2 separate regions of the Triticum aestivum genome follow, and region 2 is linked to region 1. A link is a contact called in public Hi-C data. All regions are on one chromosome and are shown on one strand. Each heading gives the region's core, a stretch centred on a gene start, on an enhancer-like site or on the middle of the called end of the contact. The rest is flanking DNA. Distances are from core to core; before and after follow the strand shown.

Region 1 (6,298 bases), core at 716-3,215:
TGATGTTGCAATTTCAGGATCAAACATCTCCCTCACCCTCCTAAACCCTTTTGAAAGAGATTGAATAAAACTTTCAACCAAGCCGATCTCCCCATTCTCTGTTCTTGCTTTTTTTCTCGTTATGAGCTCCAGAAGCACAACTCCAAAACTATAAACATCACTTTTTGCTGTGAGGCGACCATTCTGAGCAAATAGAGGGTCCATGTAGCCTATACTTCCTATCACATTTAGAGTATATAAAGTATTTTCAGTGTTGACTAGTCTTGATATTCCAAAGTCTGATATTTTTGCTCTGAGTCCATCATCCAGAAGTATATTAGCAGGCTTGATATCACCATGAATGACCTGAGTATACATTTGTGAATGCATATAGCCCAACGCTTCTGCACATTCAATGGCAATTCTTAGCCGTGTATCCAAAGCAATGTGAATGCTATCGCCGTGAAGGATGTCACTCAGATTTCCTTTAGGAATATACTCCGTGACCACCATTAGGGCATTTTCATCAATACAGTAGCCGACTAATCTGACGACATTCTTGTGATTGATCTCACGGTGGACGAGCAACTCTTTGGCAAAATCTTCTTTTACATTGCAGATAAACTTCTTGACTGCAACCATACTTTTGTCCTCAAGGACTCCTTGATAAACTTCTCCGAAGGCACCTCTACCCAGTAAAGTCTTATAGTTGTCAGTAAATCTGTTTATCTCATTTTCTGTAAAACATTTCACATTATGATTGCTACGTGCTATCCATTTTGATCTGTGCTCTTCATGGATAAGTTGTGTTACTATATTTTCTGGATGATCCATCTTTGGAAGTAGTAGCGAACTTATTCAACGTTGGAAGACAATTTGACCTAGAAACAGTTTTGGTAGTGGTAAAAGTCAAATTTAATCCAACATAATAATCAAGGAAACAAAATAAACGAAGCACGTAAGAGTGCTTAATTTCCTTGGATTAATCATCCTCTCGGTGCCGAAGATAACCAATCTGGATTTCTAGTTTACATATTTACACAACTTTGCAGAGAATCACGTGTGTTTATGACTAGAGGACGTACCACGTAGGAAAGAGTATAACTTATAGTTTCATATGTATTGTTAATTTGGAGAGTGGCGTTTTGGCACACGGGAGCACGTGCTCCTGATTTTTAAAATGTGTTTTGAACGTATTTTGAAATGTCAAAATATTCCAAAAAAAAATTGATGCATACATCTTGATATTGTACATGCTCACAAAGCCGTTTCGTGGAAAACTGACAAGTTATGTGTCGTGTTTGAAAAACACAAAATTTGGTGTTAAAAAGTGCTTTTCATAAGACATATTTTTGTCTTTTTTACACAAGCCACAGAAAATGTTCGTTTTCTCCGAAACTTGACGTGCACACATATAATGTTGAGGTGTATGCACCAAATTTCTGTTTGGGATTTTTTCACACTAATATTTTTTCCGGTGGCAGGAGCACACGCTCCCACGTGCCAAAGCGAATTACTAGTTAATTTGTAGCTTGTTGGGGGCTGGGTGTTCTATGATCTGAATGTTGTAAGCTGGTGATTTTGGATTTTTGCAAAATTTCAGGCTCCAGGCAAAAATCCTCACCCGGGGCCATGGGCCTATTCTCTAACAATATTTGTTGTTCATTTCTGCCATGGATTTTAATAACAGCTCCATGATATGATTTGGGCAATTCTACATAATTGCTTCCTAGCCGGAAAAATGAGACAGTGTTTTAAAAATGAAGAGAACATGTTGAAATCGATTAAACAAAGAAGTGAAGAATTCAAAACCCAAAGTGCTAATATCTAGGGGGGGAAACAGAGAGAAGTAAAAGACATGGAGACATACCACTTGAGGAGAATGGACACCGTAACATAGCAGAGTCAATGGAGCCTTCTTTCGTTAGTGGTCGCGCCGATCGCCATGGAATGGATCTGTAGAAGAAAGAGCAGAGGTATGTATGGCTAACCATTCAACCCGCAGGATATGGAACACTCTCGGGCCACTCCCTCTTGAGATTATCCTGACCGTCGGATCTCGGCTGGGAGTCATATGGGCCGTTTATTTTGACTGGTGGTTTCGCTTTTGTTTGACTCTACTCGAGCTAAGTCCATGCTTTGGCTGCCACTGGGCCATACCTGAAACTACGACCGTATCGTAGACGGGTGACTTTCAGTTGGTGAGAAAAATGACACGCTGTGCCCGACGCTCTCTCGGCCGGCTCGTTCTTTTTTCCCATCTCGCGCGGGCGCCGTCGCCGTCGGCGTCACCACGGGTTGTCCATTTCAGTCTTTCACCGTCGCGCGCCCATGTTCCTGTCTCCTCCGCGTCTCCACCCCCCTCGCGCAGTACGCATCCATTGCCTGCTCAAGCCAATGTTGACCTTTGTACCCGATATGGACAGCTCGTTCCGGGCCGTGCCGACGCCGTTCCAGCCGTCACATGCGCAGGCGCGATGTCCACATTATCCCGCATCCGCTCAGGCAAAAAGCAAGCTGTACGGTTTTTCCCGCGCGCGCCATTGAAGCATTATAAGAGCATCTACAGCCGGGCATTTCAAACCCTTCTCAAACGTCCGAGGTGATCGGCCAGTCACGGACCAGTCACGAAATTTTGGCCCAGCCGAGCGCCTCAAACGCCTGGCTGGCCGGTGACGATGACATGTACCTAGGGTAGGGTCTTAGGCCTGACCTAGACACCCTACCTAAGGACACTACTCTAGGGTTAGACATTCAGAGTCCAACAGTGAGTACCGACTGAAATCACCTTGAAGTGCTATTCACTCGACAGAAGATTTCACTCGGATACCCCAATTCCACTCGACCACTATAGAGTCACTCGACCACATGAAGAATCACTCGGAGTACAGAAGATCTAAAGCCACCTCATGATGGCAACGGTCAGACGTTCACTCTGTAGTCATAAAGATCATTAATAGCTGGCGTTACCAGTAATGCCTCTGTCTTAACTCACATTGAACCCTGTGTAACTGAGGGCTACGAGGGTCCTGGCGCACTCTATATAAGTCACCCCTCCTCAGGCACAAGGGTTCGCACGCCCTGTAACTTCCACGCATAATCCAGTCGACAAGCCTCCGGGCACCGAGACGTAGGGCTGTACCTCCTCCGAGAGGGCCCTGAACTCGTAAACTTACGTGTACAACCTCACTGTAGCTAGGACCTTGCCTCCTCCTACATACCCCCTATTCTTACTGTCTGACTCACTTCCACGACAATCGGCACCCCTCATAACCAGCCCAAATATTGTCGGACAAGGCCCGCACTCCCCTCCGCCACCCAAGCTCATCTTCGGTGCCGTCCGATCGTCTCCGGCATGATGGGTAGCGGATCTGAGTCCTTCACCTCCAAATCCGTCAACCCCGAACTCATCCCACGCGGCCCCGAGGAGGAGATGGTTGTCTGGCTTGCGCTCCGCCACTCCCGAGAGGAGGCCCGTGCATGACAACGCTCGAACTCCTTCCGCCGGGAATCGATTGTGTCCGCCCAAATGGCGCATGGATCCGGCGCTGGGCCAGCCGTCGCTACCTCACAAAGAGTGGTGCGGTCTGTCAGGAATCGGAATGCGGTGGCGGACGTGCAACCCCTCCGTTGGCGCGCGGAGGTCATGGACGCACCGTGGGCGTCGTCCGGCGCAACCATGGCGCGGCGTGCCCGCTGTGCGAGGCAGCGGGCGTGGGAGGCGGCGGCAGCGCTCGAGGCGGTGGACGTCAGCGAGGCGGAGTCGCATTGTCCGGCGCCCCGTACGGTGCAGCAGTTCGGGCGCCGCAACCGTGTCGTGGTGGATGTCGCCGACTCGTGCCAGGATAGATCCATTATCGATCGGACGTCCACCGGCACCCAACGAGTTCCGAGTTGCGACGAGGAAGAGTAGGGCATGGGAGACGGAGGGGCCTTGAGTCCCGTGAGCCGGCTCGTGTCCCATGCCCTACTCTTCCTTGCCGCCGACCAGACCAACACTCTGGGGAGCGCAGCCGGCTGCCGGACACGGACACGTCGACCGAACAAGCTCCGCTTAAAGATCGCTACGTTGCATGTAATAATATGAATTTGAGATTTCTAATTTGAGATATCCAGATGTGAAATGCATTATTTAAGAGCATCTACAGCCGGACCTCTCAAACCCGCTTCATACGCCCCGGCGGGCCGCCCAGTCACTGCCTAGTCACGATTTTTTGACCCAGACGGGCCCCTCAAACGGCCCTCAAACGCCCGGGCTGACCGGCACCCCCCATATCCAGCCCAAATATGGGGCGGATATGGGGCACTCGGGCACGTCAAACCCGTCCCATGCTGGCCCACCCGACCCCACATAAAATCATCCCCATCCGCTCGCTGGGCCAAACCCTAGACACTTCACTCCCCCTCCGTCCACTCCCCTCCGCCACCCGAGCTCATTTTTGGCTCCTTCCGATCGTCTCCGGCATGGCGGGTAGAGGATCCGAGTCATTCACCTTCAGATCCGTCGACCCCAAACTCATCCCACGTGGCCCCGAGGAGGAGATGGCCGTCCGGCTTGCGCTCCGCCGTGCCCGAGAGGAGGCCCGTGCACGGCAACGCTCGAACTCCTTCCGTCGGGAATCGATTGCGTCCGCCCAAATGGCGCATGGATCTGGCGCTAGGGCAACCGTCGCTGCGACACAAAGAGGCGGTGCGGTCCGTCTGGCATCAGAACGCGGTGGCGGACGCGCAACCCTCAGTTGGCGCGCAGAGGTCATGGACGCACCGTGGGCGTCGTCCGACGTAACCTTGGCGTGGCGTGCCCATCGTGTGAGCCAGAGGGCGCGGGAGGCGGCCGTAGCGCTAGAGGCGATGGACGTCGGCGAGGCCGAGTCACATTGTCTGAAGCCCCGTACGGTGCACCAGTTCGGGTGCCGCAACCGCGTCGTGGTGGATGTCGCCGACTCGTGCCAGGATGGATCCATTATTGATCTGACGTCCATCGGCACCCAACGGGTTCCGGGCTCCGACGAGGAAGAGTAGGGCATGGGAGGCGGAGGGGCCTTGAGTCCCGTGAGCCGGCTCGTGTACCATGCCCTACTCTACCTTGCCACCGACCAGACCAACACTCTGGGAACGCAGCCGGCTGCCGGACATGGACACGATGACCAGACGAGCTCCGCTTAAAGATCGCTATGTTGCATGTAATAATATGAATTTGAGATTTCTAATTTGAGATATCCGGATGTGAAATGCATTATTTAAGAGCATCTACAGCTGGACCTCTCAAAACCGCTTCATACGCCCCGGGGGGCCGCCTGGTCACTGCCTAGCCACGATATTTTGACCCAGACAGGCCCCTCAAATGAACCTCAAACGCCCGGGCTGACCGGCACCCCCATATCCAGCCCAAATATGGGGCGGATATGGGGCGCCCGGGCACGTCAGACCCAGCCCATGCTGGCCCACCCGACCCCACATAAAATCATCCTCATCCGCTCGCCGGACCAAACCCTAGCCACTTCACTCCCCTCCCCTCCACTCCCCTCCGCCACCCGAGCTCGTTTCCAGCTCCTTCCGGTCGTCTCCGGCATGGCAGGCAGCGGATCCGAGTCATTCACCTTCAGGTCCGTCAACCCCAAGCTCATCCCACATGGCCCCAAGGAGGAGATGGTCGTCCGGCTTGCGCTCCGCCGCGCCCGGGAGGAGGCCCGTGCACGGCAACGCTTGAACTCCTTCCGCCAGGAATCGATTGCGTCCGCCCAAATGGCGCATGGATCTGGCGCTAGGGCAGCCGTCGCTGCCTCACAAAGAGGCGGTGCGGTCCGTCTGGAATCAGGACGCGGTGTCCTACGCGCAACCCCTTCGTTGGCGCGCGGAGGTCATGGACGCACCGTGGGCGTCGTCCGACGCAACCATGGCGCGCCGTGCCCGCCGTGCGAGGCAGCGGGCGCGGGAGGCGGCGGCAGCGCTCGAGGCGGTGGACATCGGCAAGGCGGAGTCACGCTGTTCGACGCCCCGTACGTTGCAGTAGTTCGGGCGCCGCAACCGCGTCATGGTGGATGTCGCCGAATCATGCCAGGACGGATCCATTATCGATCTGGCGTCCACCGGCACCCAACGGGTTCCGGGCTCCGACGAGGAAGAGTAGGACATGGGAGACGGGGGGCCTTGAGTCCCGTGAGCCAGCTCGTGTCCCATGCCCTACTCTACATTGCCGCCGACCAGAACAACACATTGGGGAGCGCAACCGGCTGCCGCACATGGACACGACGACCGGACGAGCTCCGCTTAAAGATCGCTACGTTGTAATAATATGAATTTAAGATTTCTAATTTGA
Region 2 (6,213 bases), core at 3,095-5,594, 370 kb after region 1:
ACCACCAAGGTCAGATTCAAGATTTTCACCCTGAAGAACAAACTCGAGCATATCCGAGCAATGCCTTCAACAAGGTAACGATGCGAAAATATCGCCATTGCCAGTTATAACCAACTTGGTTCAAATGTAGGTTTTCACCTAACGTAAAGTCTAGACATTGCGCCCGTACGACGACAAGAAATTCTAACCTCGCCACCGCAAAGAGACGACAAGAATCTCTGTTGGAGCTTTGTCGACTACACTCGGATGGGCGAACTCGAGGAGAGGCAGAGCCCGGATGACAAACTTGAAGGAAAAAAAGTATTGCCAAGCGCCTGAGCGGCACACCTGCGCGGACTAAAAAACGTAACCTAAACTACTAAACAGACCAGCACGCAGAGGGGAGCGGGACGAGTTTGCCCTAGCCACGGAAGCGAAGGGGAAAATGCTTTGCGTTCTTTTAGCGGTGATGAGGACGGATATGTTTGGCAACCAATCAAAGTAAAGTCAAACTGAGCACATTCTTATTGAAACCAAAACTTATGTCAATAATCTCTAAAAAAGGATTACAACATGAAGGCATTTGTGAACTTTTGGTATGTTGTTATCTAAACATGCCGTAGCATACTATCCGAACTACATCAAGCGGTTCACTCGAGTAAAGAACTCGCTCATTGAGGTGCATGAACCAAAGGTCATCTATGCATTCTCCACCGGTCTCCACTTCCTTGGGATCACCCACGGGATCGGATGCAAGTCTCCCGATGGGGTCCGAGAGCTTTTTGACTTGGCAAACAAGTATGCCTCCGGGGAACAAGCGGTCCTCAGTGAACAAAGGTACGGCAAGGCCAAAAGATGGAGAGATAATTTTTTTCTTTTGTGGTGTGGGACCCACATGTAAGCGAGATAGAATGGTCGTGTTCATTACATTTTGTTTTTGCGATGGGCCCCATGTGTAAGGGAGAAAGATGGGTCATGCTTACTTTGTTTTGTTTTTTTCCAGCGGGTCCCGCATGTGAAGGACATTGCGCCCGTGCCAGCTCCGAGGGTCATTTTAGGCCAAATGCCTTTGACCGAACGACACAGTGAAAGAAGGCATTTGGGCAACCTATTATACAAATCTAAAGGCAAAACTAAATAGAGTCAAAAAGTAAGAGCAAATCTCATGGGTAGGTTCTCATTAAGTGCAAAACTGCGATAGTCCCTCAAAATTTTAAAATAGGAACAATCTCTTATGCCATCGCCTTTTGTATGCTAGTACATGCACAGATGCGACTAGAGGGTGAAGTGCACTAGGGAGAAGAGGGTTTTTCTAATACATGCATGTATATAATTAGAGATGATGAATTGATGATGGAGTCATTCGACAACAACGTCCCTAAAAATAGAATGTTTAGTAGTTGGTGCAGTCCAAGTTTTAATTGAAACTTAGCAATAATGATTTCCATGATATATTTATATTTACTCGGTTTTGCTATTTCTGAGGTGTCTGAATTTTCTTCATGTGTTACTCATTTTTTTCGCCACGGCACAGCTCATCGGAGATCGTCGGAAATATATCTTAGGTTGAAGCCATGGCCACATTATCTATATTATTAGGGGCTGGGGGTCCAGGGGATCTACGAAGTTGTTTTTTAATATGGCAAGGATGCCGGCGACAGCCAGCATGGCGGTGGGAAGAAGTCATGGGGAGGGCAAGGCGGGGGGAGGGGGGCGGAGCCAGTCGGTTAAACCTATGTTGGCCGGCAGTTACACGCGAGGAAGAAGCCAAAGATTGAAGATGAACAATGTCAGTTTTGTTTACAGCCGTTGGATGAAGATAGACGGTCTAGAATTGAAGTGACTCATGGAACTTATTTTCAGGCACGTGGTGCATAGGCGGTCACATATTTATTATCCGGTAGCTCATGGTTATGAAATAAGCAGTGCTACTACGGAGGATTCCTAGACTAGAACCAGATGGCAATCGCAGGATGGCCAAATGTATGTACACGCACTACGTGCGGAGACATCTCTGGCTGAGCTCCCGCACATGCTCACTCCCAGATGCCGACCTCCATGAAGCCGTCCTCGGTGGCACAGCCCCGGAACATGCCGGTGCAGTTGAACCCGTAGGCAACCTCGCCGGTGCCGGACACGGCGATGAGCCCCGCGAACCCCTCGTCGAGCCGCTCCTTGACGCAGAAGTCCACGGCCTCCTGCAGCGGGAGCCCTTTATACTCCATGACGGCCGCCACGTCCCGCGCCAGCGTGGAGCGGATGATGGCCTCGCCCTCGCCAGTGCAAGACACGGCGCAGTGACCGCACGCGTAGGTGCCGGCGCCGATGAGCGGCGAGTCGCCGATGCGTCCCGTCATCTTGTTCATCAGCCCTCCCGTGGAGGTGGCCGCCGCCGTGAAGCCGTTAGAGTCCACCACCGCGCACCCCACCGTCTCCGGCGCGTAGATGCTGATGGGCAGCCCGTTCATCACCATGCCGTTGCTGCCGTGGCCCTCCACCGCCGCCGCCAGCGCGCTGCAGGTGTCGGCCCCGGCCAGCGGGATGCGGTAGTCGAAGAGGATGCTGTTGGCCTCCTTGGCGAGCTTGAGCATACTGACGTTCTCCTCCGTGATGAAGTAGCTGTTGTCCACAACCTCAAGACCCTACAAACAGATCAAGTTGGAAACCAAATCAGATCCACACATTCAAATAGTAAAATTGGGTTAACTGTCGATGCAAATTAGGTTAGCACAGCCCCGAGATCTGCAGACAAAACGAGGGATTTTGTGGCAATCACGGAAACGGATCCAGTTGCTGTAACTCGATGGTATGGCGTCGACGACATATTCGTCAGCCGGGGAGCAAGTGGCCTGGTCCCGGCGCGGCGGCTGGCATGGACGGGGCACGACATCCGGCCTGGATTGCGTCCCGTGGCTGTCCGTCGCCCAGACGACGTGAGTGGTGCACAGGGGGAGGCGATGCCGTGCACACGTTTTCGCGCCAAAAACAGGGGAGCATGCAAGTAGAAACAGGGGTCCTACGGTTGTGTACAGTAACCATCATAGGTTCATGGATCTGACAAGAGACTCCTTCTATTTACTTCGATTAAAAAATTGTTCCCCGATCTTTAAAAAAAATGTACATCTTGTTTAATTTAGTATGAAATAGTGCCGACCACAAGAAAGAAAGTCGTGCACATGCATCGAAGCATTTTCTTTTGCGCATGCGACAAGATGGATGCCTTTGGCGCGGCTGATGGCTAGCTAGCTGCAAGATCTTGACTGAAAACTCTGAGGCATGTATCTAAAAAATGACATGCTTACGCAAAACGAAGCATGCAGATACGATACGGAACAAATTACATACCGAGCCTAAGCTACACCAAAATATCTTGGTAGCAATGGACTTGCAGGATCGAAGCAAGATGCGTCTCTGCAATGAACTGTCTTTCCCGTGCAAGCTTTGCTGCATGCAGCTGTGTTGGTGCTGTGTACACTATGTACAGAAAAGGTTCGGCTGGACAGGACAGATGGTGTGCCGCACCACACACGTCATCTGCACGTGTCGAGCGCACCCCAATTTCCAAGGGAAACTTTCCATGAAAAATTCCTGCTGCATGCCATACTACATCGTCCGTTTTGTCACGCTCCCCCATGCCAGGCGCACGAGATTCTTTTGATTAAAAATAGGATTACTGTGCAATAATTTCGGTTAATTAGATGAGCATGTTTTACGTCAGTTTCTTTGTTTCTTGGATACCTTGCATGGAACATCATCAACGGAGGCTAATTAACCGGGATTGGGAAAAGATCATGGCGTTAATTGATGGATGGATTACCTGCTCGCGCGCGAAATCCTCGGCGCCGTCGAAGGCGAGGTAGGAGTGGGGGGACTTGTCCATGACGCGGCGGGCGAGGGACACGGGGTTTTTAACGGTGGAGACGCCCGAGACTGCGCCGCAGCGGCGGCCGCGGCCGTCCATGATGCTGGCCTCCATCTCGACGGTGCCGGCGCGGGTGAGCGCGGAGCCGCGGCCAGAGTTGAAGCAGGGGTCCGTCTCCAGCTCGCGCACCACGGCCTCCACGACGTCCAGCGCCGTCGCACCAGCCCGCAGCAGGTCGACGCCGGCCTGCAGGCACCGCGCCAGCACCCGCTTGGCCTCCTCCTGGCGGTGCTCCGGCAGGTTCGGGTCCACGCCCGCGCCGCCGTGGATGGCGATGGCCCAGCGCGCCATGCGTGCGTATGTATGTATGTGTTCTTGGCGGTGCGGTGGTGTTTGTGCTATGCGATGGCTAAAGCTAAGGCTCTTGGATCGATCTCTCTGTGTGGCTACGGCTAGTTGATATGGTGCTCTGTTCTTTGTTGGTTGTTGCTCTGTTGGTATGTCTGTGTTGGAGAAGAAGGCAGGGAAGGCGGGGTATTTATAGGGGACGGGAGGGGGTGGCTCTTCTCCGGATCCGAGACGGGCTGGTTCGCGATGCTGCGGGTTTTGGGAAGGGTATCACAGGTCCGGGAGCGGCCGTCACGCCGTAGTAGGGCCGGATTCTTCTCTCCGGCAGTGCTGGGCGGGATATGGGGTTGCCGTCGGATTAGTTGCTGGTGTGTGGTCCGTAGACAAACAATAAAAAAAGGAATTTTTTGAGAGAATTAAAATAATTGGATTTGACAGCTGAATTTCCGAGGCTGCGTGATTTGGGTCCGGTTGATTCAGCACGACGCAGAGGCAAGGCATTTCGTTGGTATGAAGTATGATGTCTCTCCTATGACAAAACGAGCAACAACTCAGAAAATATATGCAAACGAGCAACAACTCAGAAAATATATGCAAACGAGCAAGATTGCTTCGTGGTAAAAGTGAATACAAGTCAGCAGGAAGATTCAGTGCTCAGGTTTTTTTTTTTTTGCGAGGCAGTGCCTCAGATAGTATGTACCGGTGAATTTACTCAATCTCGATAGTCCAGACCAGAACAGTGACGCTGACGCCATTCTTCTGGTGCCAAATAATTCCATGCCACAAAATGACTACTCCCTCCATTTCAAAATAGATGACCCAACTTTGTACTAACTTAATACATAGATCATTCAACTTTATATTAACTTTGTATTAAGTTAGTACAAAGTTGGGATGTATTAATAGATGATTCAACTTTATACTAACTTTGTATTAAGTTAGTACAAAGTTGGGATGTATTAAGTTAGTACAAAGTTGGGTCATCTATTTTGGAATGGAGGGAGTAATATTTTTAAAACTACAAAATGATCAACTTGAACTACTCCAATAAGTCCAACAAAATATGCATTTAAGCACTACGGGTCCTGGAACAAAATATACATTTAGAGTAACTCCAATAGGGCGACCCATTTCGTCCGCCTACGTCCGTTTGAATCGGCATGGACAAAAGAGGAGGCCCAACGCGCCGAACCAAACTCAACATGTCTGCTTCGCGTCCGCGCCGACGCATTTCGGCTGCAAGCCGACGCATTTGCGGCCCATTGCAGCCGAAATGCGTCGGCGCGGAACGGACGCCACACGCACCTTCTCGGTGTCCGCCGCGTCCCCACCTGGCGGTCGTCCAACTACCCGCGGTCAGCCTGATCAGCTTAATTTATGACGAGTGACGCCGGTCGTCATTCCTCGGCAACCGTACACATGTTGAATGTAGGCAAGCGGACGGGCGGGTTGTCATTTGAACATGGGGCAGCCGCATACTCCATGAAGCGGCGAGGGCAACACTCTCGACCGGCACATTATTTCAATGCCGAAGCACGGTGAGAGGTCGTGTCGCTCTGAGCCGGCATGAATGCGACACTGGTGCTCTGGAGCGGCGCTGACCTTCTCGGACGGGAAAACGCGCGGGCCCATGAGATTTTTTTGGTGAGGCGAGTAGTAAGGAGCGGACGTGGCAGGGATCCGAACGCCCGCAAAGCCCCCACCACAGATTGTCCGGACCGGCCTACGGACCATATAGACCTGCGTTTGATGGCAAAAATGTCTGGACCGCGCGTTCCGGACGATTACGGGTGGTTTGAGAGTGGGAGATGCACTAACAACGTTGCCGCTGGTGCTGGCGCAGAATATCCCGGATGGGCTGATTCCTGTGGAATCCAGACAAGCCAAACCGCAACAAGCTGGGGCGAATCAGCCACGAGATACGCAGTCACTCATGTCACGCGACGATAGCGATGGAATCTTTGTGCCCAAGCTCTCGTTTTATGGAATTAAATTATCACCGAATCTCGTGAGGGCGCCATGAA

What was found. A called contact is a pair of places that touch in the nucleus more often than the background predicts.
Region 2: a contact with region 1 is called in a Hi-C map of leaf, with 4 times the contacts expected there. The contact joins the promoter of LOC123054912 here to the promoter of LOC123054908 in region 1. A contact is called at or near these places in 2 of 5 Hi-C or Micro-C datasets (both in leaf).

What each region holds. Positions count from the first base shown.
Region 1 is chr2D:606,061,038-606,067,335 of IWGSC CS RefSeq v2.1, forward strand. It overlaps LOC123054908 (receptor-like protein kinase BRI1-like 3), which reads right to left and starts at 1,966. Exons shown (of 3, transcript XM_044478783.1): 1 at 1,850-1,966; 2 at 1-860. The coding sequence starts at 813.
Region 2 is chr2D:606,429,673-606,435,885 of IWGSC CS RefSeq v2.1, forward strand. It overlaps LOC123054912 (probable isoaspartyl peptidase/L-asparaginase 2), which reads right to left and starts at 4,345. Exons shown (of 2, transcript XM_044478787.1): 1 at 3,797-4,345; 2 at 1,809-2,621. The coding sequence starts at 4,192. The coding sequence ends at 2,016.